Regions from separate parts of the Mus musculus genome. Here regions 1, 2, 3, 4, 5 and 7 are each linked to region 6. The links are chromatin contacts, called in public ChIA-PET, Hi-C, HiChIP or PLAC-seq and promoter capture Hi-C maps. All regions are on one chromosome and are shown on one strand. Each heading gives the region's core, a stretch centred on a gene start, on an enhancer-like site or on the middle of the called end of the contact. The rest is flanking DNA. Distances are from core to core; before and after follow the strand shown.

Evidence for each region. A called contact is a pair of places that touch in the nucleus more often than the background predicts. ChIA-PET counts read pairs in DNA pulled down with a chosen protein or histone mark. HiChIP or PLAC-seq counts read pairs in DNA pulled down with a chosen protein or histone mark. Capture Hi-C pulls out chosen DNA fragments and counts their contacts.
Region 1: an H3K4me3 HiChIP or PLAC-seq map of bone marrow-derived macrophages shows a contact between it and region 6, with 4 times the contacts expected there. The contact joins the promoter of Arid3a here to the promoter of Klf16 in region 6. A contact is called at or near these places in 4 of 39 promoter capture datasets (the C10 cell line, cranial neural crest, liver and 1 more) and 3 of 115 datasets of contacts at active chromatin or transcription factors (bone marrow-derived macrophages, memory CD8 T cells and pancreatic cancer cells).
Region 2: a contact with region 6 is called in an H3K27ac HiChIP or PLAC-seq map of microglia, with 5 times the contacts expected there. The contact joins the promoter of Tle5 here to the promoter of Klf16 in region 6. A contact is called at or near these places in 2 of 115 datasets of contacts at active chromatin or transcription factors (bone marrow-derived macrophages and microglia).
Region 3: a contact with region 6 is called in an RNA polymerase II ChIA-PET map of memory CD8 T cells, with 43 read pairs. The contact joins the promoter of Tmem259 here to the promoter of Klf16 in region 6. A contact is called at or near these places in 4 of 39 promoter capture datasets (cranial neural crest, erythroid cells, liver and 1 more), 3 of 484 Hi-C or Micro-C datasets (CD4 T cells, embryonic stem cells and natural killer cells), 3 of 115 datasets of contacts at active chromatin or transcription factors (effector CD8 T cells, memory CD8 T cells and pancreatic cancer cells) and 1 of 9 other capture datasets (liver).
Region 4: a FOXA1 HiChIP or PLAC-seq map of pancreatic cancer cells shows a contact between it and region 6. The contact joins the promoter of Smim24 here to the promoter of Klf16 in region 6. A contact is called at or near these places in 2 of 39 promoter capture datasets (erythroid cells and liver), 1 of 115 datasets of contacts at active chromatin or transcription factors (pancreatic cancer cells) and 1 of 9 other capture datasets (liver).
Region 5: a contact with region 6 is called in a promoter capture Hi-C map of liver, with 2.4 times the contacts expected there. The contact joins the promoter of Mrpl54 here to the promoter of Klf16 in region 6. A contact is called at or near these places in 1 of 39 promoter capture datasets (cranial neural crest), 2 of 115 datasets of contacts at active chromatin or transcription factors (bone marrow-derived macrophages and double positive thymocytes) and 2 of 9 other capture datasets (adipose tissue and liver).
Region 7: a contact with region 6 is called in a Hi-C map of B cells, with 17 read pairs. The contact joins the promoter of Pias4 here to the promoter of Klf16 in region 6. A contact is called at or near these places in 3 of 39 promoter capture datasets (the C10 cell line, liver and pre-B cells), 5 of 484 Hi-C or Micro-C datasets (B cells, CD4 T cells, the N1E-115 cell line and 2 more), 4 of 115 datasets of contacts at active chromatin or transcription factors (astrocytes, effector CD8 T cells, embryonic stem cells and 1 more) and 2 of 9 other capture datasets (adipose tissue and liver).

The regions. Positions count from the first base shown.
Region 1 is chr10:79,925,872-79,929,135 of GRCm38.p6, forward strand. Arid3a (AT rich interactive domain 3A (BRIGHT-like)) reads left to right here and starts at 1,470. Exons shown (of 9, transcript NM_001288625.1): 1 at 1,470-1,529. It overlaps Gm40715 (a long non-coding RNA gene), which reads right to left and starts at 1,120. Exons shown (of 2, transcript XR_001779822.2): 1 at 591-1,120.
Region 2 is chr10:81,557,626-81,560,907 of GRCm38.p6, forward strand. It overlaps Tle5 (TLE family member 5, transcriptional modulator), which reads left to right and starts at 1,819. Exons shown (of 7, transcript NM_010347.4): 1 at 1,819-2,043. The coding sequence starts at 2,017.
Region 3 is chr10:79,982,408-79,985,682 of GRCm38.p6, forward strand. Tmem259 (transmembrane protein 259) reads right to left here and starts at 1,853. Exons shown (of 11, transcript NM_001003949.4): 1 at 1,503-1,853. The coding sequence starts at 1,724. Gm26243 (a small nuclear RNA gene) reads left to right here and starts at 3,099; the gene lies at 3,099-3,205.
Region 4 is chr10:81,391,707-81,394,699 of GRCm38.p6, forward strand. It overlaps Smim24 (small integral membrane protein 24), which reads left to right and starts at 1,358. Exons shown (of 4, transcript NM_001099917.1): 1 at 1,358-1,453; 2 at 2,078-2,189; 3 at 2,382-2,444. The coding sequence starts at 1,387.
Region 5 is chr10:81,265,363-81,268,259 of GRCm38.p6, forward strand. Mrpl54 (mitochondrial ribosomal protein L54) reads right to left here and starts at 1,564. Exons shown (of 3, transcript NM_025317.2): 1 at 1,411-1,564; 2 at 289-445. The coding sequence starts at 1,528. It overlaps Apba3 (amyloid beta (A4) precursor protein-binding, family A, member 3), which reads left to right and starts at 2,810. Exons shown (of 11, transcript NM_018758.2): 1 at 2,810-2,897.
Region 6 is chr10:80,575,854-80,579,182 of GRCm38.p6, forward strand. It overlaps Klf16 (Kruppel-like factor 16), which reads right to left and starts at 1,443. Exons shown (of 2, transcript NM_078477.2): 1 at 894-1,443. The coding sequence starts at 1,347. Gm26710 (predicted gene, 26710) reads left to right here and starts at 2,271. Exons shown (of 3, transcript NR_155863.1): 1 at 2,271-2,429; 2 at 3,094-3,222.
Region 7 is chr10:81,165,928-81,169,167 of GRCm38.p6, forward strand. Pias4 (protein inhibitor of activated STAT 4) reads right to left here and starts at 1,793. Exons shown (of 11, transcript NM_021501.4): 1 at 1,758-1,793. The coding sequence starts at 1,784.

The sequences.
Region 1 (3,264 bases), core at 220-2,719, 650 kb before region 6:
CTTCTGGTCTCGGTCTCTTTCTCTCTCTCTCTCTCTCTCTCTCTCTCTCTCTCTCTCTCACACACACACAGACACGAGAGAGAGAGAGAGAGAGAGAGAGAGAGAATGGGAATGTATGTTGCTTTCATTATCTTGGCAGAATGTTTTGGGGGGTTGCCCAAGTTTACAGGGGACACACAAGATGATTAGAGGGAGAAAGATCTGCTAGTAGCCCGTTTGATGCTGGAGAAGAATGCTGGTGTGCAGGCCCAGCTCCACCCCGGGGCCACACCCCAACACATCAAGGTGTCTAAAGTTTGAAGGCGCAGTTCGCTGCCACCTGCAACTTTCTTAGCCTTGCAGGCTAAGGTTCCAAGCAACTGCTGCAGTCTCAGATTCTAGGGAGGATTCCGGGAACTTGGATTGGCCGGAGCCACCCCATCTCTCCAGACACTCACACAAGTGGCTTTCAAGGGGCAGACTGCTCAAGATCCCCACAACAGTCTAACAAGGGACCTGAGCACCACCTATGGGGAACTAGTCGAGGTCGGGGGTTGCCCTGAGCACTGGCGTTACCCACTAGAATCGTCTCAACTTCTAGCTGAGCTCACATCATGCCTCGGTTTCCCAGCCTGCAAAATGGGACCTCAGAATCCAGTACTCTCCCGAGACGAACTGGGTAGACCGAGGCAGGGGCTTCACTGAGTTGGTTAAAGGATGGCCCTCCTTTCCCTCGCTCCTAGGTACGGTCGTCACGGTTCCTCGCATTTCCTCGAACGCGCGCGCAGCCCAACCCGGTGCTTTTGCGCACGCAGCGCCCTCACACCCCAGCGTCCCAGCCCCCGCAGATCTAGCCTAGCCGGGGGTTTTTAAGCCCATTTCAGAGACGTGGAGCCTCAGGCCCGGAAGGTTAGGGTAGCATAGTGGGCGGAGGTTCCAGCTCCAAGCTTGGCTTATCCATCTTGCGTTCCGGGTGAAACCAGGAAACGGCCGGGGGCCCAGGTGACTTTCCGCTCAGAGGTGGGGCGAGGAACCCTTTTTAACTCTTCGGGATTCCCGCGATGGGGCTCTCGCAGCCCCGCCCTCCCGCTCGCGGCCTCTGCGCCGTGGGCTGCGGCGTGCACTTTGCGCACGGTCCCTAAGATGGGGGCGGAGCGTCCCTCAGTCCGGTTCCCCCTTCCTTTTATTATTTATTATCATTTAAAGGGGCCGCGACCTGAAGTTTTCCGTCCACTCTGTGGCGGCTCTCCGGCTCCCCTCCACCTCCTCCCACCGTGGACGTCCTCAGATTGAGTTGGAGAAGGGGGACCCCGGTGTGGTGTCCTGGGAAAGCTTGGAAAGGGGGACCCTGGAGAGACACCCACCACCTCCTCCTGCGTCCCCGGGGCTGCTGAATCACCGGCGAGGTATTTGCATCTGAGAGCAATTTGTCACACGGCGATTCGTCTGCTGGGTGGGGGAGGGGCGGGGCGGGGGGCCCGGTCGCGCGCGGAGACCTCGTCCCTATCCGATCCAGACGGATGGAGATGTAGACGCGGCCTGGAGACTCGGTGAGGCGGGTGACCCCGAAGCCAGGAGCGTGCACTGGGCACCAGGGGGAGGCCAAGGGGGAGAGAGGCCACCGGAGGCCACCAGCAGGCTGGACTCTGGGCTGGGCTCCGGGCACCGGGGCATGCGCCCCCCGGGCCACCCCGGGCGGTAAGGCCTTTTGCAGCGCGGCTCTAGCGATCTCTCCTAAAGGTGGCAGCGTAGGGCACCCTGGAAACCGACAATTGCGGGGTCTCCAAAGTTAGGCAAAGACGCGCGCGTAGAGGGGTGCAGGGCTGAGTATGCGACTTGACGGATCAGAGTTGGGGTGGCTGTTGCGGTTGTAGATCTTGGAGACCTTCATCCGGTACACGAGTGCGCGGGGGTCGCGAGTGCGCGCTGTCCCCTGGCGGAAGGAAACGGACCCGGGGTGTGTGTGTCTGTGTATGTGCGCGCGCGCAGAGGACTGGGGGCTGCGCTCTGGGAACATGGTTTTGCTTTTTCTTATTAATTAAAAAAGATGTTTGGAGATAGGATCTTACTGTGTAGTACGGGCTGACTTAGAACTCGAGTTAAAGCTCAGACTAGCCTGAAACTCGAGGCCATCCCCCTGCCGCAGCTTTCCTTCCCAAGTGCTTGGGAAAATCCCAGGCCGGGCGCGCCACCACGCCCCGGTACCTACAGTTCTTTTTCTCTTCCAAACCTGTGTCCAGCGGGGTCCGCCCATCTCCCCCCCCCCATTTCGTTCCCTAGCTCCAGTGTACTACTGGGACTGGGGTCTCCACTTGCCCCGCGGGGTGCGCCCATCCAGATCCCTCCGGTAGGGTCCCCTGCCCCCCCCCCCCCGACACAAAAGAGGGAGCAGGAAGCGCGGAGTGCGCGCGTGTGTGTCAACTCGCAGCGGGTTTGTCAAATATCTTCCGTTTTTTACGACTTGGGCAGCAGGGTCACCCCCCCTCCCCAGCTCGCTCTTTCCAAGAAGCCTTTGAAATACCGACTCCACTGGGGGGGTTGTTTGTTTGTTTTTTTGTTGTTGTTTTACATTTGTCCTCTGACTGGGGTGTGTTTTTGCACACGTCTCCTGGGGGGGCACAGTGCCTTCTTTCCCAGCCCCCTCCCCAGCTCCTGCCCTTCCCCCTCCACCTCCCTTGGAGGAGAGAGGGGCCCCTTTCGCCACCCTCGGGCCCTGGCCTTGCACAACTCCAAATAACCGTGTTTTGCAAGGCCTGGCCGAGCTAGTGACCTCTCTCTCTCTCTCTCTCTCTCTCTCTCTCTCTCTCTCTCTCTCTCTCTCTCTCTCTCTTCCCTCTCTCCCTCTCCCCCTCCCTCTCTCCCTCCCTCCCTCCCTCCTTCCCTCCCTCTCTCTCTCTCTCTCTCTCTCTCTCTCTCTCTCTCTCTCTCTCTCTCTCTCTCTCTCTGACCTGAGGCTTGGAGGTGGTGGGGGGACTAGGGTGTGGCTCTGGGTCTCTTCCCCACTGCAGCCAGATCCCCCTTCCACAAACACCAGCTACCAGTTCCTAGTAGATCTTTCTGAGAATGCCATAAATTGAGGGTGGGGGCCAAGGACAAAGGGCTGGGGGAGGGGTCTATAAGGATGGGCAACGTTGGCTCAGGGTACCGGTACCTCTAGAGGGTGGGGGATGTCCAGGCCTGACCTAGGGGCAGCTTTGGGGTTTCCATCTGTGTCCCTCCAGGGCTACCAGCCCCACCAGTGGAGGCCTACCCTGTTCCCCTCCCCCACCCTCCACCAGGAAGGGT
Region 2 (3,282 bases), core at 569-3,068, 980 kb after region 6:
GTCAAGGCAGGGATGTGACCACATAGGACCAGCTGCTGCTGTGACACCTGACACCTCTGGCCCTGTTGGAATCAGGGACTGCCAGAAAGCCACAGAAAGGTCGATGATCACAGGGAAGGCTGGTCTCATGCATGAGGGCCATGAGTTCAGGGTCTTCCTCTGCTCCAGAGTTCCAGACCAGCCTGAGCTACATGAGACCCTGTTTCTATAAAATAAAATAAGACAATGTCACAGGTCAACAGTGGGACCCTTATCCAAAAGTCCTGTGAGCAGGATATGGGTCGGTATCAGGAGCAGCCGCGTGGACTCCTGCCTCCGGGATACCAGAATCAGAGGCCTGGTCCTGTCTCTTGAGGCCTGCAGTCTCTAAGGCTTCCTCTTACCTTCCTCTGCCCTCTGTGGCTAGGGGAGGTCCCAATCTCTCCCCACCGGGGTTTGCCATAGCCATGGCCTGGCTGAGCTTGGCTGGCCACTGTAACCTCTCCTCTCTAACCTCGTGGCCATTTGAGTATGACACTCAGTGATATTCGTCTCTGTCTGTCTCAGGTAAGGAAATGTTTGAGACAGGGTCTTGTTATACAGCTCAAGCTAGCCTGAAATTGTAGGAATCCTCCTGCCTCAGCTTGCTCTGAAGTGTTGGGGTAAATAGTATTGGCCCAAAGAACTATTTTATTTATTTTATTATTATTATTATTATTATTATTTTTTTTAGTTTTTCGAGACAGGGTTTCTCTGTATAGCCCTGGCTGTCCTGGAACTCACTTTGTAGACCAGGCTGGCCTCGAACTCAGAGATCCACCTGCCTCTGCCTCCCGAGTGCTGGGATTAAAGGCGTGTGCCACCACGCCCGGCTCCTATTTATTTTTTATTATTTTTTAAGACAGGGCTCATGGAGCCCTGGCTGCCCTGGAACTCACAAGGTGGGCTTGAATTTACAGAGATCTGCCTGCCTCTGCCTCCCAAGGGCTTAGATTAAAGGCTTGTGTTACCACACCAGCATATTTGTTTTAATCATTTGTTTTTGTTTTGTTTTGTTTTGTTTTTGGACAGGTCTCACCTCAGTAAGCTGGGTCACAGGTTGATGCTGAATTTTCGATAATCCTCCTGCCTCAGCTTCCCAAGTGTTGGGATCACACTAGGACCTGGGGAACTCTTACCTTTTATTTATGAGACAGGTCTCTCTTTGTAGCCCTGGTTGTCCCAGAAGTCTCTATGTAGACCAGGCTGGTCTCAAATCAGAGATCCACCTGCCTCTGCCCTGAGTGCTTGGATTAAAGGTGTCGGCCACCACCACCTCCTGTGGCCCGATTTAACTTTTTCATGTTTTGAGATAAGGGCTCCTATAGCCCAGGCTGTATTCACTGTGTAGATCAGGCTGGCTTCCACCTACCTCAACCTACCCAGCACTGGTAATAGGTCTTGTACCCCAGAACAAACCATGTCTTACTTTTTGTTGTTTTAAGACAGGCTCTCTGGTAACCCAGGCTGGCCGAGAACTCTTGATCCTCTTGCCTCTGCACCCCAGTCATTAGATTACAGGACTGGGCCCCCATCCTACCTCTGTGGGACAGGTGTCACTCTACTGCCCAGTGTGGCCCCCAGCCGTGCCAACCCTCCCGACTCCAAAGAGGACATAGCACACTGTAGGCACTCCATAAATCCACCGTGAAGCCTGGGTGTCCAGGCTGCGAGTCTGTGGCCTTGGGACTGGGGGCGGGGGGCACTGAGGCAGGCCTCCAGCTGGGGTTCCGGGCCGTGGCGGGGGCGGGGCGCGCGGGGCCAAGGTCACGGGTGGGGCGTCCGGGCCTGCGCAGTGCCGGGCGCGGCAGGTGGAGCGGGAGCCCGGGCGGCACCGCGTCGCCATTACACAATAGCGCGGGCGGCGCGGGCGGGCGGCGGGCGGCGCAGGAGGCGGGACGCGGGGCCCCGGAGCTGTCGATCGGGGACAAAGCGCGGCCGCCCGGCGCCCCCCGAGCCGCCCGAGCCGGGGCGCAGCCCGCGCCCCCCGCGACTGACATGATGTTTCCGCAAAGCCGGCACTCGGTAAGGGGAACCCCGCGCACTGCACCCCAGAGCTCTCCCTGCACCCCCAGCTCAGCTCACTGCACCTCCGGCGCTCACCCTGCACCCCAGCTCATCTCACTGCACCCCTTCTAGGTCGGATCCCGTCTCTCTCCCCGCCCAGGGCCTGTCCCAGGGGCTCCCTACGCTTCCCCAGCTCCCACAGGCCTGTTCTGTCCCCCCAGCCCTGGGCTCTTCCCCAAGGTCCTTGCACCCCACAACCCAGACCCTACGCACCCCACCAGTCCAGCACTGCATCCTTCAGCCCGGATCCCTGAACTTTGATCCCTGCCCTGAGTCCCCTCACCGCCTCCCCCACACCTCGCCCAACCCGACTCCAAGGTCTTCTTCCACCCCCACCCCCCACCCCCGGGCTCCGGATCAGCCCGCACCCCACTGCAGCCGCATTCGGCCTGTCTTCCTGACCTGGGGCTCAGGCCCAGAGCTGCAGCACCCCAGTCACAAGCCCATCATCCCCTCACCCCAGACGCGCATGTCCTCCAGCCCTAGATCTTGCATCCCCACCTCGGTGCACCCCCCCCCCCCCAGGCCCAGCTCTCTAAGAGCTTCAGACTGGCCTGCCACCAAGTCCAAGGCCCTGCACCCACCATCACCTCGGCCCTGCACTTCTTTCCACCTCAGATCTGCCCTGGCCCCAAGTCTGGTGCCCTCTACCCCCCAATACAGTTCCCGCACCCCCTGTCTCTCTCTCCAGCCCTGTCGGGCCTGGCGTCACCATCCGGGCCCAGCGCCACCCCCAGCCTGGCTCCGCGTCCCTCCTCCAGCTGCAGGCCCCGCACCCCAGCGGCCTTCCTCCTCCCAGCCCCCATCCTGCACCCTCAGCACTAGGGTTGGGGAGACCCTGTGCCCGTATAATGTCCAGTGCTCCCTTGTCCGGAGCCGGATACCCCGCAGTCTTCCCACCCCCCGCCCCCCCAGCACTAGGCTCCGTCCCTCTCATGTCCAAGCCCATCTGTCGTCTCCCACACCAGCTCCCAGTGGCCTTGCTCCCCACACCCTGCCCCTAGCCTTGCTCCCCAGATCCGAGATCTTACACCCTAACTCCTGACCCAGTGCCCTCAGATGCCGGCCCTGTACATATCCCACCCCCCTCGCTCCCCAGCCCCCCAGCTTCCAGCTCTCCCTAACTCCCAGGCCATGATTTCTCTGTGGCTTTGGCTGGGGCCTGGGCAGCTTTGGGGGGGTCCCTTCCTGAAGAGC
Region 3 (3,275 bases), core at 603-3,102, 590 kb before region 6:
GACAAAACCAAATACCAGCCTCAGCCAGGATCTCCACGAGATCATGACCCACCCAAGGGTGCCACTTAGCACCTTTCAGGGCTCAAATCCACTTGGTGCAGGGACTTGAGCTGGTGCCACATACCTCCTTGCCCTCTGACCCCTGCCACATCCTAAGGTCTAAGGCACCATGCTGTGCCCCCCTATCCCATGGCTGCCCAGTTTCGGTCCTTGAGGCTCTGAAGCCAGCAGAGGAGATACCAAGCCCAACAGTTCTTCTCTGGGCCTCTGTAGGAGCTGACACCTAGGCTGGGGTGGGAACAGGGCGCAGGGTGGTACAAGCCTAGCAGGCCTTGGCTGTGAGGCGTCCCTTCTAGGAAGGTTGGGTGGAAGCTGGGCAGGCAGGACGGGCAGGAAACACAGCAAATGGGCTCCCAGAAACGTCAGCAGCTCCAGAAACCAGCTGCTGTGTGGCTTGTTTATCCCAGTTAAGAAAGAGGATAAGGTCTACTGTCATCCAGCCGACCCTGTCTCTGACTAGACATTGGGCACCCACCCGGAGCCCTGAGGGTGTGGAGGGCAGGAAGGAAGATGGAGCATGGGCTCATCTGCAGCCAATGAACTGGGGCCTGAGGGGATGCCCACAGCTGTCTTGAGCTCAAGCTAGATCTACCTATGAAACCCCCGAACGCTCAGTTCTGAGAAGCACCAGGAGTGAGTCCCAAACTCACCAATGCCCTCCAATATCAGCATGCCAGCCACCAAGCCATGACCCCAACACCAGAAGGCCCAGGCAGCTCCTCAGAGAGAGCCTGGTGCCATCCCTCGAGTAGCCTTTGTGACCGAGAACCGGGATCTCCCGGGAGCACATGAAGAAGACACAGCCAGGGCAGGTGCTGGCTGTAGAGGTCCCTGGCCAATCTGGCTGTGACTCTGTGGCTGACCCTAGTGAGATGACCTCACCCAAAGCCACAGAAAACCTGGCAAGAGTCTGAAAACAGTGAAGTAACAGAAAATTTGAGCAGTGACACTGGGGGGTAGGGGGCTGTCCCCAGGGGGTTGGTTCAGGGTGTGCTGGAATGGGACTGACTAGTAGAGACTGGACTGAGAGAATCAGGGTAGAATAGAAATGACAGGCGGGACAGGGCCTCCAGCACAGGAGGTGGTCTACAGTGGAAAGTCAGGAATGGAATGGAAATGACCATATTGTTCTCAGTGGAGGTGCAGGACAGGATGGGAGTGACAGGTGGGAAGGTGGACCTCGAGTCCAAAATCCTACTCCAAGAGGACACTGGGCTCTGGTCTTGAGTGGAAAAATTTGGGGCCTAGGCTCCCAAGTGGCAGACTGAGGCCAAAGGGCAGGAGGCGGGGCCTGAGAGCTGAGGAAGTGAGGACCAGAGATAGCATCTGTAAGAGTGGTATCAGGGTATCCAGGCGTCAGGAGCCAAGTGGTAAAGTTGCCGGGGGTGGGCGAGCGGATGACAGCTGGGGTCAGGGGTCAGAGGTCAGGGGTCAGAGGTCACCTTGAGCAGAACGAAGAATTCAAAGAGGCGGCGGAAAGCAGGTGGGAAGAGGCGTGAGTAGGTGACGGCCATCTTGAAGAAGAGAGCGTGGAAGAGCCGGTCGCGCACGTTGATGAGCGGGTTGGGGTTGAGATTGGGGCCGCGAGGGCCGCGCACGGGCGCCGCGCCACCACCCCCGCCGCCGTTGGGCCCGGGCCCTGGGGCTGCCGCGTGCTCCGACATCACCGCCCCGCGTCACCCCGGCGGCCGCCGGCTGACCCCCGCCGCGTCCCGGCCGCCGGATCCCCCCCGCCGCCCCCGGCCGCCGCCGCCGCCTGCCCCTTTGCTCGCGTCCGTCCGGCCCGCGACGCCGGCGAGAGCGCCGGGCCAGAGCGCCGCCCGTGCGCGGGGCACGCTGGGATCGCCGCGGCCGCCCGAGGAGGCCGGGCTTCAGGGCCGAAAGGCGGGCACCACGAGTAGTGGGCGGAGCCTGACTTTACACATTTCATGCGGGTCGCCTCAGCGCTAAAGGGCAGAGTACCATGGAGTTCAGTTTATTTTCCTAGTGCTCCTTCAAGCTTTGTCCGGTCTCGTTTGCAGTGAGCTTGCAATTTGCAGGGGCTACACGGAGTGCATTAAAGAGCAGCCCCGTTTGTTTGCATATATTCACTCCCACATACTGTGGCACGGCCTGGGGTGGAGTCGTGTGTCACGATTCATTTGCATTGAGCTTTATCTTTATATATGTGAGTACACTGTCGCTGTCTTCAGTCTCACCAGAAGAGGGCATCAGATACACCAGAAAGGAGTTGTGAGCCACCATAACGGAGGCTGGAACTTCAACTCAAGATCTCTGGAAGAGGCGTCAGTGCTCTTAGCCATGTCTTTAGCCCAGAGCTCTATCTTAAGCATTGAGCGGCAGTGTCGGGTGTAATTCGTTTGGTTTGTGGAGGGATCCAGGTTAGCGGTGGGCGATCTGTGGGGCGTGGTCTCAGAAACAAGCTAAAACATTTGCATCCACCTGCGGGCGGGGCGACGTTGCCCGTCGTATTTGTATATGGTTTCCTATTGGCGGAGAATTAGAGGGGGCGGAGACGCACTTAGTAAGGCCTATTTACATAGGGCTTCACTCTGGCCACAGCCTCACTTAGGGGCGGGGTCTGCTGAGGACTCATTACCCACCCTGCCCTGGGAGGCAGGGCTTCCTAACTGCTCATTAGCATAATGTTTTCATTGGCGGCCGCAGCGCTGAAGGGCGAAATTCCATGGATAGTTTACTAGCAGACAGTTTCACCATCGCACCAGTATCACGGATTCCGCGCTGATCCGGCTACCACTGAGGGGCGGAGCCTCGTAGTGCCTGTCTAATTTGCATATGACTTCCCAGAAGGCTTCGCTGGCACAAGCTTCTCCCAGACAGCTATATTAATTAGTTAAATGTGAGCTTTCACGCGGATAGATAATTATTCTGAGCGGTGTTATGAGTGGTAGCCTTTCTTTTTGACATGTGAAAACGTTACTTTATCCAAACAAAAACAAAAAAAAATCATAATTACTGTATGTGAAAAGTAATTTGCTTCTCTGCCTTTAAATACCTGAGGCAAAAAACCGTCGCTTGTGCTCGCTTCGGCAGCACATATACTAAAATTGGAACGATACAGAGAAGATTAGCATGGCCCCTGCGCAAGGATGACACGCAAATTCGTGAAGCGTTCCATATTTTGTTTCATCTCAAAATAACGCAATTGACCCTTTGAAGTCTCCTTTTCTACTATAGCTGCCACATTCCCGTAC
Region 4 (2,993 bases), core at 108-2,607, 820 kb after region 6:
ACACAGCACGGAGTAACCAAGCTGTCATCCTCAGCATTCAAGAGGCTGAGGCAGGAGGATGGCACATTCCAGGCCAGCCTGGACTAGGGAGCATAAGGAACCATGTGTGGTAGGTCCTCTCCACAGGGCTTCCCCCACCTCAGCTGGTGGGCATGTCAGTCTGGGCTCCTGACATCCCACCTGGGCTCAGATCTCTCAGCTCAGGACTCCATGAGTATACAGTAGGAGCTTAATATAGATAGGCATGCCTGGTTGGGTTCCTGGTGACATCTTTAATCCCAACACTCAGGAGGCAGAGGCAGGAGAATCTCTCTGAGTTCGAGAGTCTACAAAGTTAGGTTCCAGGACAGCCAGGGTTACCGTGTCTCAAAAAACCAAAATCAGGAAAAAAAAGCCAAACCCTTTTTCCAAACTGTGTGAGACCTGCCTCAAGCTTGGTATGTAGATGAGGATGACCTGGAATTCTTCATTCTCCTGCCTCCACCTCTGAATGCTGAGATGACAGGCATGTATCATCCCACCTCGTTTCTGGGGTGCTGGGGATGGAACCCAGGGCCTCATGCAAGCTGGGAGACTGCTCTGCCTCTGAGCTACAGCCCAGCACACAGTTTTATTTCTGAGACAGTGTCTTGCTCTGGAGGTCAGATAAGGCCTAGACCTAACCATCCTCCTGTCTCAGGCCTCTGTTGTGTGGGAATGACGGGCACATGAGGACATCAGTGCCCCGTTTCCTTGCTGTCTCCTGCACGTGCGCAGGCTGTGGCTGCACCCGTGACACTTCTGGGTGGGGTCCTCCTTTGCCCAGGTGAGGCTTGATATCTAATCAGCTTGAGGCCCAAGGTTGAGGGCAGAAGCCTGTGCCCTGTCTTTGTATGTTGAGATGTCTGGATGCTCTGCAGGCAGGTGTCTCTGCCATTGCTTTGAGGGTCCCCCTTCTAGGAACGTGGTGCTCCCTGCCTCCTTTGCAGCCTGGTGCTCACAGAGCTGCCAACCCCACTGGGCTGACCTACTAGACACAAAGTTGCCAGGCTTGTCCCAGCCACCAAGCCTGACTGCCACACTTGGTTGTGTGCACGTGACAGCGTGGACGTCCCATCTGTGCAGCCTGACTTCTTACAGAGGACTCTAAGGACCTGTCCCTGGGGCTGCTGGTCTCCAGGGAGGGGTGCAAGGTGCGGGGGAAGGGACAGTCTAGGTTAATATTAAACTAGCCGCAGACTCTGCCCTCCAAAGATGCAGGGGTCTGATGCCAAGCAGGCATGGGAGGCTGGGCCACAGACGGCAGGTTCCCCACCCCGCCCCGCCCAATCACTGTCTTAACCCCACCCGAGCCCTGTGCAGCTCACACCTGCAGCTGAACGTCGGCCCATATCCAGTGTGCTGGCCATGGACACCTTGGGCAGGCTGCTGCTGCTGGCTACACTGTTCCTGACACCCGCTGAGGCCCAGCAGGGTAGGACTAGGGTGTGGAGCCCGCGCTGGGTGGGTGTTAGGAACTGGGGCAGGGGCTCTTCAGCATCTCATTTCCCATTAGGAGAAACTAAGGCAAGGCAGGAAGAGGAAGTGAAGAGGGCACTGGTGGGGACGAGTGCTCTCCAATGACTCCTTCTGCCCTGTCTCTGATCTAACATCCTTCTCCCCTCTCAACGCTGTAAGCTAAGGCCACTGCCCTTTTCCAGCTGGTCCTCTCAGCTCCTTCAAGGCCTCTCTGAGCTATCCCCCCCCCTCGCCGCCCCCACTTCCCCCGCCTCCTCAACTACTTTATCTAAAAGCCTCACCCCTTAGAAGCCCAGCTTCTCCGGGAGGCGCGGACCTCCTTTACAACCTCTGCCCCCTAAGCCCCTGGCAGCTCCTAGTCTTGGACGTTCTTCCTGATTCCCACCTCTTTACGCCTTTTCTAAGCCCCGCCCTCCAAGACCCGCCTCTTTCCGTTAACGTCTTCCCCTCTCTCCCGCAGACCCCTCTGCTCCCAACAGACCCTTCTTTTTCCCTCTCGCAGAACCCACTTCCCCTGCAGGCTCCCCTTCCCCCTGCAGACCCTTCGTTTTTTGTGTCTGACTTGTCTTGTCCTTTGCAGCCTCAGAGCGCCGCCTGAAGCCTTGGCTAGTAGGCCTGGCTGCAGTAGTGGGCTTCCTGTTTATAGTCTTCATCCTCATGCTGGCCAATCGTGTCTGGTGCGCCAAAGGCAGGTGAGGACCTGCCCCTGTCCCACGCAGGGCCTCCTTGACCTCCCCGCCCTTCTGTGCTCCCTCCCAGGGTCAGCCTGGAGGTCATCTTGCTTTGCTGCCCTGTTGATCCCTTCTGATTCTTGGCGTTCATGACCTCAGTTGGGGATACTGAGGCAGAGAACAGCTCTTGTATCAATGTTTCTATTTGTGCAGAGCAGAGGATGAGGAGGCTACATTCAGAATGGAGCACATTATGAACGAGAACTCACAGCCAAGGTACCCTGTGGGTGATTCCCCCCAGACAGTCCTGAGAGGCCCAGCTGGGGGGAGGGGACAGTGTCCAGCAGGTGGACTCTGGGTGGGACTCTCTAGTGCAGATTCTGGGTCTGGGAGAGGAATAGAAGTGGGGGAGAGTTGGCATGGGCAGCTGGAAATACAGCTGAGCCCTGTGAACCTGAGAGGGTCCTGAGGAAGGAAGGGAGGGCTAGAAGGAGAGGCTGGGGCTACCTGTACCCAGAACTGCAGAGAACACAGCTACCTACCCTGTGACGACGCATGGTTTCCTGTACACCATGACCGTCACTCTATCGTAAGTGACCCACTCATTAACCTATCCACCCACCCATCCATCCACCCACCCATCTACCCACCCGTCCACCTATCCATCCACCTATCCACACATCCATCCATCGACCCACCCACCTATCCATCCACACATCCACCCATCTACCCACCTATCCTCCCATCCACCAATTCATCCTTTTCTTTCCATGGAGTGAACATTTTCTTTTCTGTGGGGTCATCCTGAGATCACCGCAGCCCGGA
Region 5 (2,897 bases), core at 314-2,813, 690 kb after region 6:
GCTCAGGTAACTGGTTCCCAGCTTGCCCTGGGAAGGGGATACTTGTGCTGTTGACCAACCCTCTGGGTCCCTGGAACAAGGGTAGCTGGGGATCAGTCATAAATGTCAAGAAGCAGAGTCCTGCTGCCCCCTTCAGCCTTTGGGGACATATGGTCTTGTGTACTCACTGGCATCCAGAACCACCCATGACAAGGGTAGACGAGCACAGCAGGCCTCAGGGGGCTATCCTGGAGCCCCATGTTCCTGAAGGCTGGGTGTCAGGATTCCTATGCAGTGTGGTACACTCACCATGTGGGGTACTCGGAGTCTGCCTTCAGGGCCACATCCTGGCCTTCCTTGTAGATGTTGACCCCCATGGCATGTGTGGTGAGCTGAGTGGGGTCTGTGCACACCTCGGGGTCCTTCAGGGCCTCAGCGGCCACGCCGCCCTTGCCGCCCTTGCCAACTGCACAGTGAGAGAACGGGACACTTCAGCCTGCCCAGCTCTGCCCTCCTTCAACCCTCCTTTGTGTGGCCTCCAACAACCAACAGCCCCAGCTCTCTCCATGCATAACAGGGTCCCTTGTTATGGCACAGACCTGTCCCACTCCCGTGGGCCCTGAAGGCCCAGCCCATACTACACAACCCCTCTTCCATTCAGTGATGTTGACATGGTGGCACATGCCTGGCATCCCAGCATTCTGGAGCTGAGGCTGGGGAGTCATAAGACCCTGTCTCAAAAAAAAAAACAAAAAACCAATTCTGAGAAGAGAGAGATGGCTCGGTAACTCTAGGCCAACTTGGCAACATTTTTTTTTTTTTTTTTTGAAGACAGGGTATGTCATGATGTAGCTCTCCTGGAACAACACAAAAAAGTAAACACTAAAAATATTTTTGAGATGGGGTCTTCCTGGCAGGCCTGGAACTCACAGAGATCACTCTGCTTCTCTGCTGGGATTAAAGGTATCACGTTCGCCTCAAAGCGTAATTTTTAAATAATTTTAAATAATGATTATCACGGGTGTGTACACTGTCACAGTGCTTGTGGGATTGGTCATCTCCTTCCCTGCTTATGTGGGTCCTGGGGATCAAACTCAAGGCTTTCCAGGCAAGCACCTTGCACAATGAACCAACCTGCCCACCCACATTACTTTTTAAATTAAAATAATGACAATAACTTAGTTGATGTTGGTTATGTTTGGTGATTTACTCAAAGTTGAAGCGTGACACCCAGCCTGGTCCCGCCCTGTCCCACAAGGGCCGCGCCTGCGCACTGAGCGTAGAGGCTAGCGGCGCACCCGCAGGCCTCACTACGCTAGCACGCACCGTTTGGCCTCCGTAACGCTGCGCCTGCGCAGTCAATCCTCAGAACCCCACCTCCCCAGCAGCGCTCCGGCCGTACCCACTTTGGTTCCTTCGGAGCCAACTCACCTGGCTTTTTAGCATATTCCCGGATAGAGAATCCTCCAGGTCTTCTGAGGACCGGGAGCGCCCGGGGATGCCAGCGGGCCCACACCCGGGAAGCCCGGAGGAGATGGGCGGCCGCCATGACGCTGGCCGGCCGCTCGCACGTGCAGACTTCCGTGTTACGTCAGCCCTCCAGATCGGCTTTGGAGGTGTTGGAGGCGCCGCGGCCTTCTGGGAAATGTAGTCTTTAAAAAAAAATTTGCCCGACTAACGACTAATTTTAACTTCTGTAGCTATCGACCGTTCAAAGAATATTTCATTAAATTCTTGCCCCCAGTTCAAATGGTGATGGCACACCTTTAATCCCAGTACTCTGGAGATACAGGTAGGAGGATCTCTGAATTCAAGGTTAACCTTGGCTACTGCTTGAGTTCCAGGACAACCAAGGCTACACAAAGAAACCCTGCCTCAGACGATGATGACGACAACAACAACAAGTATTTAGATCTTTATTTACTTTAAATGTCACAGCAAAATCATGCTTATATCCCTTGTGGAATTTTTGAAAGCTTAAAAGTTAGGACAGTCAGTTGTGATGTGGAGGTGGAGGCAAGAGAATCAGGAGTTTGGGTCGATCTGTCCTACACAGCAAGTTTGAGGTCAGCCTTGGCTATATGAGATCTTGGCTTAAACATATGGGTAGCTGAGAATGATGGGAGTGATGAACCCCAGCTTAATCCCCACACTTGGGAGGCAGAGGTAGGTAGATGCCTGTGAGTTCCTGGCCAGCCTACTCTACATAGTGATACGTATGTGTTCTATTCACTAATAGAAAAAAGTGGGGTTTGGTGATTGGGGCTTCGTAGCAGAAATGGAGGCTGGATGCACACAGGAAGCTGAGGCAGGAGGATCAGGAGTTTGAAGCCAGCCTAGGCTACATGAGACTCTCAAGAATAAATAGACTAGTACTAGAATCTTCTAGACTCATTGCTAACAAACCTAACCAGGTGAACTCTTTTTAGATCACACAGTTAAGTTTAGGAATTATCATTGTCCCTAATCTATATGTAGGACCGTGATGCAAATTCCAGTGTCAACTCAAGTCTAGATTGTACCGTTATAGATCCTTACTGGGATACAAAGTGGAAGTCCGTCCTCAATAACTTCCATTCCCACTTTTCCTTTGCACTCCAAATTTTCAAGTCATGGCTCTCTTTACCATCCCTGGTTTCTGCCCATGTCCTACCTCAGCCGTTACACTCTGAAGTGATGCAGAACCCGATTTTAGAAAAGAAAAGCCAGTTTGAGCCTCGCCTCCGTTCTTGTAGTCTCGGGATTCGAACCTGAGCTCTACTATCTATACTGCAACACTGGCGAGTCCCCGGAAGGAGAGAGAGCGGACTCGAGGACTACATTTCCCAGCAGGCCGTTTGAGAGTGTGTATGCGCAATAGTCCTGGATGGTGCAGTGACCGATGATCCGGTTCCAAAGCTGGGATCCCAGAGAGCTGC
Region 6 (3,329 bases), core at 193-2,692:
CCCAGTGCAAATCCCAGCTAACATGGATAGACCCTTGGACAGGAAGCGGCCAGTACCTAGCAAAAGGTTTGCCCCATCCAATCCGGGGGGATTGGGCATCCCAGAAACACTGGTGTGGCTAAATCTCGTTGTCCATCTTGGACCTTGACCTGACCCATCACAGGTGTGTGGAGTGGGCCAACACAAAACGTAGGCGAAGAGTTGTGGTGAGGATTTCAATCCCACTGGATTGAAGATTCAAGCCCCAACTCCAGGTCCGGGTCGTGGCCTCGCTCCACCATGTTAAAAGTACACAGAATGGAAAGAAAAATGTTCCGGGCAGCCACCCCTCACCACTGCTATGCTACCACCTAACCCTGCGCGAGAGTCTTCGCTGCCCTTCGGAGGGAATCCGCGCTGCTACCCAGAAGGCCGTAACCCGGATCTACCGACCCTCTTCACAGATAAGGAAACTGAGGCTGGGGGAGGGCCGAGAAAGAACTACGGAACCGGATGTTCTGACCACCAAGGGCGAGACCATGAAGCGCAGAAAAACAGGACAAGAATACCAAGCGAAAACGAAGGAGTAGGGGGCTGAGGACTGTGATCGCGCGTGGTGGACCCACCATGCCGGGGTAGATCCCGAACAACCTGCAATCGCGGGAGATTTGGCCACCAGGGCCGCCCTCCGCGCGCCGCCCGACCGCGTGGCCGCCACGCCTCCCCGCGCGCGCCCCACCCACCACGTCCCCGCCCTCCCGGCCGGCGGGCCGCTGAAGCCTGGGCGCGCCCCCCTCCCCGCCCCCCACGCGCCACGCAGTTTCGGGGTTCCAAGTGAGATGGGGGAACGGGGTCCCCGAGACCTCTCTAATGCACTCCCTGCATCCCACCTGTGTAAAATACGAGGGGCTTACCTGTGTGAGTCCGCAGGTGTGACTTGAGGTGCGAAGACTTGTAATAGGCTTTGGCGCAGCCATGGAAGGGACAGCGGTGGCTTTTGGCGGCGCCGGGGGCGCGGCCCGAAGAGGGAGACGAAGCGGCTGAGGAGGAGGAGACCGGAGAGGTGCCCCCCGCGGTGCTGGCTGCGGTGGCGACTACCGGCCCGCCTCTCAGATCGGCCAGGATGCTGGCGGCCAGCAGGTGGGGCGCAGCGGTGGCGCCTCCCGGCCCCGGAGCCGTAGCTGGCGGTGGCGGTGCCCCAGGGGTCCCCGGCGGCGTGGCCTCGCGGCGCGTGGCGCGCACATCCAGACCGGCAGCGGGGCCCGCGCCCTCGGGGCCGGGTCGTCCGCGATGCACCACGGCTCCCGAGGAGATGGCCATGAGCACGTCGGCGGCAAAGTAATCCACACACGCCACGGCCGCCGACATGCCGGGCAAGGACGCGGAGACACGGAATCGGCGGCGGGAGAGAAGCGGAGGCGGTGGGACCTACGCCCGTCCGGCCGGCAGCGGCTGCTAGAGTGCGGGAGGCGGAGGAGGGAAGGGAGGAGGAGGCCCCGGCGCGCCGCCGCCGCCCGCGCTCAGTCCCGCCCCGCCCCGCCTGACGCTCCCTGACGCACCGGAGCCCGCGGGGGCGGCCGCAGCCTGCCCCTCCTGGAGGACGCCCCCTCGGGGCTCAGTAGCCACGCCCTCTCCCCACCGCGGACACGCCCCCTCCTGCCGCGCCCTCGGTCCTCCAGAGAGTCGCGCGCCACCGCTGATGGGCGGAGCTCACACTGCCAGCTGCCGGTCCTCCCGCACTTCAAACCCCCCCTCCCCTCGTGTACCAGCAGAGCACCCGGGGTCCCCAAATCCCTGGATTGTGCCCTCTCCACGTAAGAACAAGCCAAACGGAGGGAAATCGTTCCCCTGGCCTGGTACGCACTACCCTCACCAGTGCCCTTCCCGGATCGTCACCTCCCAAGGCTTTGAGAGTTACGCCCACCCCCGCGACACGCCCACACACCCCACCCCAGCCTCGGATGCTCCGCCTCCTACCCCCAGTGCGCGCCACGCCTCCTCCGGGCGCGCGCTCCATCCTCTTCCCGGCGCGCCCACCACGCTGTGCCCGGTGCGCAGTCGCCGGGAACTCTCCCCTCCCCAACTCGTCCCTCCTCCCACTCCACATTCAGGCACTGGGACGCGCCCCTGTCCGCGGTGTGTGTGTCGGGGGATGGGGTGGGGAGTGCGATCCGCACGTGGCCAGGGTGGGGGTGCGGAAGCGCGCTGCCCCGCCCCCGGGCCACGTGCGCGACCCTCCCCCTCCTTCCTGGCCTTGAAGCAGGGCAATAACCCACCAATCCTGACTCCCCATCTCTGGGTCCCCAATGCCATTCTTGGCTTGGGGACAAAATATCCCGGAGGTCGAACTTGAGAGCGTAGGGTACCCACTACCCTGCCTAGCTGATCGAGTTTGTAGAGTTCGTCTTTGCGCACCGGGACTCGAGAATCACTAGGCCTGTGGATAACCGGTATGGCAAAAGTGAACAGGGCTGCAATAAGAAGGTCTGGCTCGGTCATCTATGCGAAGCTAGGGACACTGGAGTTCTGGTTGTTTCGTCCCTCCCTCACTGGCCCTTTGAGACTGGGACAGGGAAACTGAGGCTGACTAATGGAGCGATTGGAAACTTCCATGGATAATCGACCAAGTTGTGAAATGATGGTCCCCTAAAAGCCCCAGGCCCTAGGCGCCGGTTGCGCGGAAGTAGGAGACCAGGCTCCCGCCCCTTCCTAACTCCCGCCGGGTTGCGGAGGCCATGCAGTGGCCCGCGCAGCCTCCAGGGGGCGAAGCACCCCAACCGACAGCAGTCTGTCGGTCCGAGCTCCATCATGTTTATTCCCCAGCAGAGGCTAACCGGTGGCAGAGGTCCTTGCTCTGGGTGTCATCTCTACCTTCCCCACCTGCACCCCAAGCTGACTTGGTCAGGTTCCAGTGCTCTGCCGTCGAGTTGGCCATGTTTCTCTAGGCCCCACTATACTTTGTGTTGACACCGTGTCCCTCAACGACAGAGGTTGAATACTCTGGGGGACCTCTGCACAAATCTAGCTGGACAGAAATGGACAGGTTACACAAGTCCACGTTGTTCAGAAGTACACACCTACCCATCTTTCCATTGCTTGCCCTCCAACAACCAGAACCCTGCGATCCTGACCCAGCTTCTGTGGCTTTCTGAAGGGATCTTTTGCCCTCCCTCCCGCCACCTGAAGAGAGGAGCCATCAGGATGAATTGATTCATGATGCCCCGCCTAACAGCAGCTAGAGTGGTAAGTAAGGTTGGTTGTACAACCACCAGGTGGTGCCACTTAGCATGCCCCAAGCACATTTGTGTCCTAAGGGCTTAAGCCTGTGAGAGCCGGCTGTGAGCTAATCC
Region 7 (3,240 bases), core at 543-3,042, 590 kb after region 6:
ATGAAGGTACAGAGTCTTTGGCCTCACCCCAATGTTCTAGGATGGTACAAGGGGGACTTCAAGGAGTAAAACTGTGTTCCAGCCGGGCGTGGTGGCCCACACCTTTAATCCTAGCACTTGGGAGGCAGAGGCAGGCGATTTTCTGAATTCAAGGCCAGCCTGGTCTACAGAGTGAGTTCCAGGACAGCCAGGGCTACACAGAGAAACTCTTTCTCAAAAAAACCAAATAAAAAACAAAAAAAACTCCTGCGTTCCAGATCATAGTTTACATATCTCCATCTCAAAGTTCTGTTTCCCAAGAGAAAACCACTATGTAAATGGTGTAGATTTGGGGTGAGTAAATGGTGAGAAAGAGGGGTACACTTTTTTTTTTTTTTTTTTTTTGGTTTTTCAGGACAGGGCTTCTCTGTGTAGCCCTGGCTGTCCTGGAACTCACTCTGTAGATCAGGCTGGCCTTAAACTCAGAAATCCGCCTGCCTCTGCCTCCCGAGCACTGGGATTAAAGGCGTACGCCACCACGCCCAGCTGCACTTTTTTTTTTAAATGATTTTTTGAAACAGGATTTCTCTGTGGAGCCCTGGCTGTCCAGGAACTCACTTTGTAGACCATGTTGGCTTTAAACTCACAGAGATTTGCCTCCCTCTGTCTCCAGACCCCTGGGATTAAAGGTGTGCCACCATGCCTGGTGAGGACGACACCTTTTAATCAGATCCTCTAGAATAACCCTAAGGGTCCCAGTGGGGAGGGAAGGACCATGTCACAAGGCAGGCAGAAAAACGGGGGGGGGGGGGGCAAGTCTGAATCTTATGGGTGGGAAGATGCTTGAGGGGGACTGAGGAACTCCAATAACTCTGGAGGGACAAGTGTGCTGGAACCTTGACAGGGAGACAGAGCAGAACTGGATGTAGGCTAAGCCAAGCTGTACTTCAAGAGGGTTTAATGGGGACTCAAGTCAGGTCAGAGCCCTGGTACCTTAATGCAGAAATGGGGGAACAAGTCTAAACAATGTTCCCCTGGACTCAGTCAAGGTGTCCTGTGAGGATCAATCTGAGGAACACATAACAAGGAGGTGGTGGGTCCAGTATGCCAGGCAGCAGAGAAACTCTACAAGGCGATTCACAGGTTAGAGATGGGTTAGAGTGAGACAGGATCACTGGAGGCTGAAGTGAAGAGGTACCCCAGAGCTGACAAGTGGGGAGCGGGACTCGAGGGCTGAGTCTCTAAAATGAACTTGGGCACTTATAGTTGGCCTGAGTCTGGAGTCAGAAGGTGTCAGTCTGAGCCCCGAGAATCAGAGGACTTGTGGCAATCCCTGTAGACCTTCCCCATGCAGGCCTGTGGGGGAGGAAAGAGGGGGGGCACCCGGACCTGAGTCCTACTCGTTGCCTTGGAAACCTGATGGCGAAGTCACTTTGCATTCCTTCGGCTTCCCAGACCACAGAAGGACCCCCAGTTATGTCCCAACAGAGCTAACCCAAAGGAGAGGACAGTGCCTGCACCGGGAAAGCTGTGTAGCCACACTGTGGGAACCCCTGCTAGGGTCAGTAGAGAAGTGACAGTAGACGGCGGGGACACCCCAGGAGGGAGCTGGCGACCCCGCCCCCGGTCTCCCCGCCCCCCGCCCGCAGGTTCAGCCCGCGTCCCAGTCGCACCCTCGCCGCCCGCGCCGCCACACCCCGCCCTCCCAGCTCCCTGCGAGGAGCGGTCCGTACTCCGCCACCCGCCTGTCCCGGCCGGAGCCACTCTCGCTCACTCACTTTGGCCTCCACCAGCTCTGCCGCCATCTTGGCCACTAGCGTCCCCCGCGCCGGGAGGCCCCAGCCGTCGCGTCACGTGAGGGCCCTCGACTAAAGGGCGGAGCCTGCGCGAGAGCCAGTAAAAGCGAGTGCTGGCTCCTTCCTCCACGCCCCCGCGTCTGAGAGGCGGGAGGATGCATCACGCGCACGCGCCTACAGGAACCCCGCCCGAGGATCTGACCAATCACAACGGACAATTGCCAAATCCCGCCCCCCACGGTTATTTTTCAAGGCGCTGGCCGCTACCACGCCCACTCTGGGGAGGAGTCTGCTGCTTAAAGAAATAGCAGCACTTCCCGCCGCCTCATTTCTCTTGCTTTAGAGAACCGCTAAATTTTTGTGTTTATTTAGTGTGTACATATGTGAAAGTCACAAAACAGTCTAGGAAATTAGGTTTTCTCCTTCCACTGTGTAGGTAGCAGGGATGAACCAGCTAGTGCCTGAACCATATACCCTTTGCCCTGCTCCCTCTCTTACTGGCCCCACCTTTTCTGTAGAGTACAGGCCGAACCCCCTGCCTCGTTTTCAAATTGGCTTGCGGTGGCAACAGTTGTGGGTTTTTAAAAATTGTTTTTGTTTTTTGAGACAGGTTCACCATGTAGCCCTGGCTCTGTGGAACTCGCTTTGTAGACCAGACTGGCCTCAAACTCACTGAAATCCTCCTGCCCCTGCTTCCGGAGAACTGAGATTAAAGATGAACATAACCAAGCCCTGCGTAGCCTTGCTTCTTTAGGGCACAGAAGCCCCTCTAGCTGCATTTTTCCTTCTTTATTTGTTGGCTCAAGGCTACGCCCACTTTTCTGTGGTCTGTTTTATTTATATACTGGGGGAGACACGCAATTTTTGATCGTCCAAAGACAATCTAAGGGGTTTGTATATTTCCACAATATGGATTCAGGGAATCGAACTCAGGTCATCAGGTTTAGAGACTAACGCGAATAGGTGTGGGTGCGCGCGTTCCAAGCCCCCTAGGTGGACATCAGAGGACAATTTGCTGGAATTGCTTTCTCCTTTAACCAGGTGTCACAAAATGAGTTCTGTGGATCGAACTCCTAATAGACTTCTGGGCGATCACCATTTCAGGGGCCCTCCTTGGCTTTCTAACTACCCACAAGCCCCACCCAACCCCCAAATTTTCGAAGCTTGCACTGGGGCCACGCTCACTTCTAGCCCCGCTCTGGGTTTTTAAGCGAGAACGGCACCGCCCCTTGCTTCCGTTTCATTGGGAGGACTGGACCGCGCCCACGTGGGGAGGGTGGTCTTAAAGGTGTATGTGCTTCCTGCTCTGGTGCATTTTATGGCTCATGTTTACGGTTGCATTTTGATGAAGAGAAGGGTTGGGGATGAACAGAATGCGGCCGGGCAGGTGTCCCTGTTCCCTTCGAGCGGCAGCTGGCAGGTGTAGGGCTCGCATGGCCCTGTAGTGATGGGGTGTGAGCCTAGT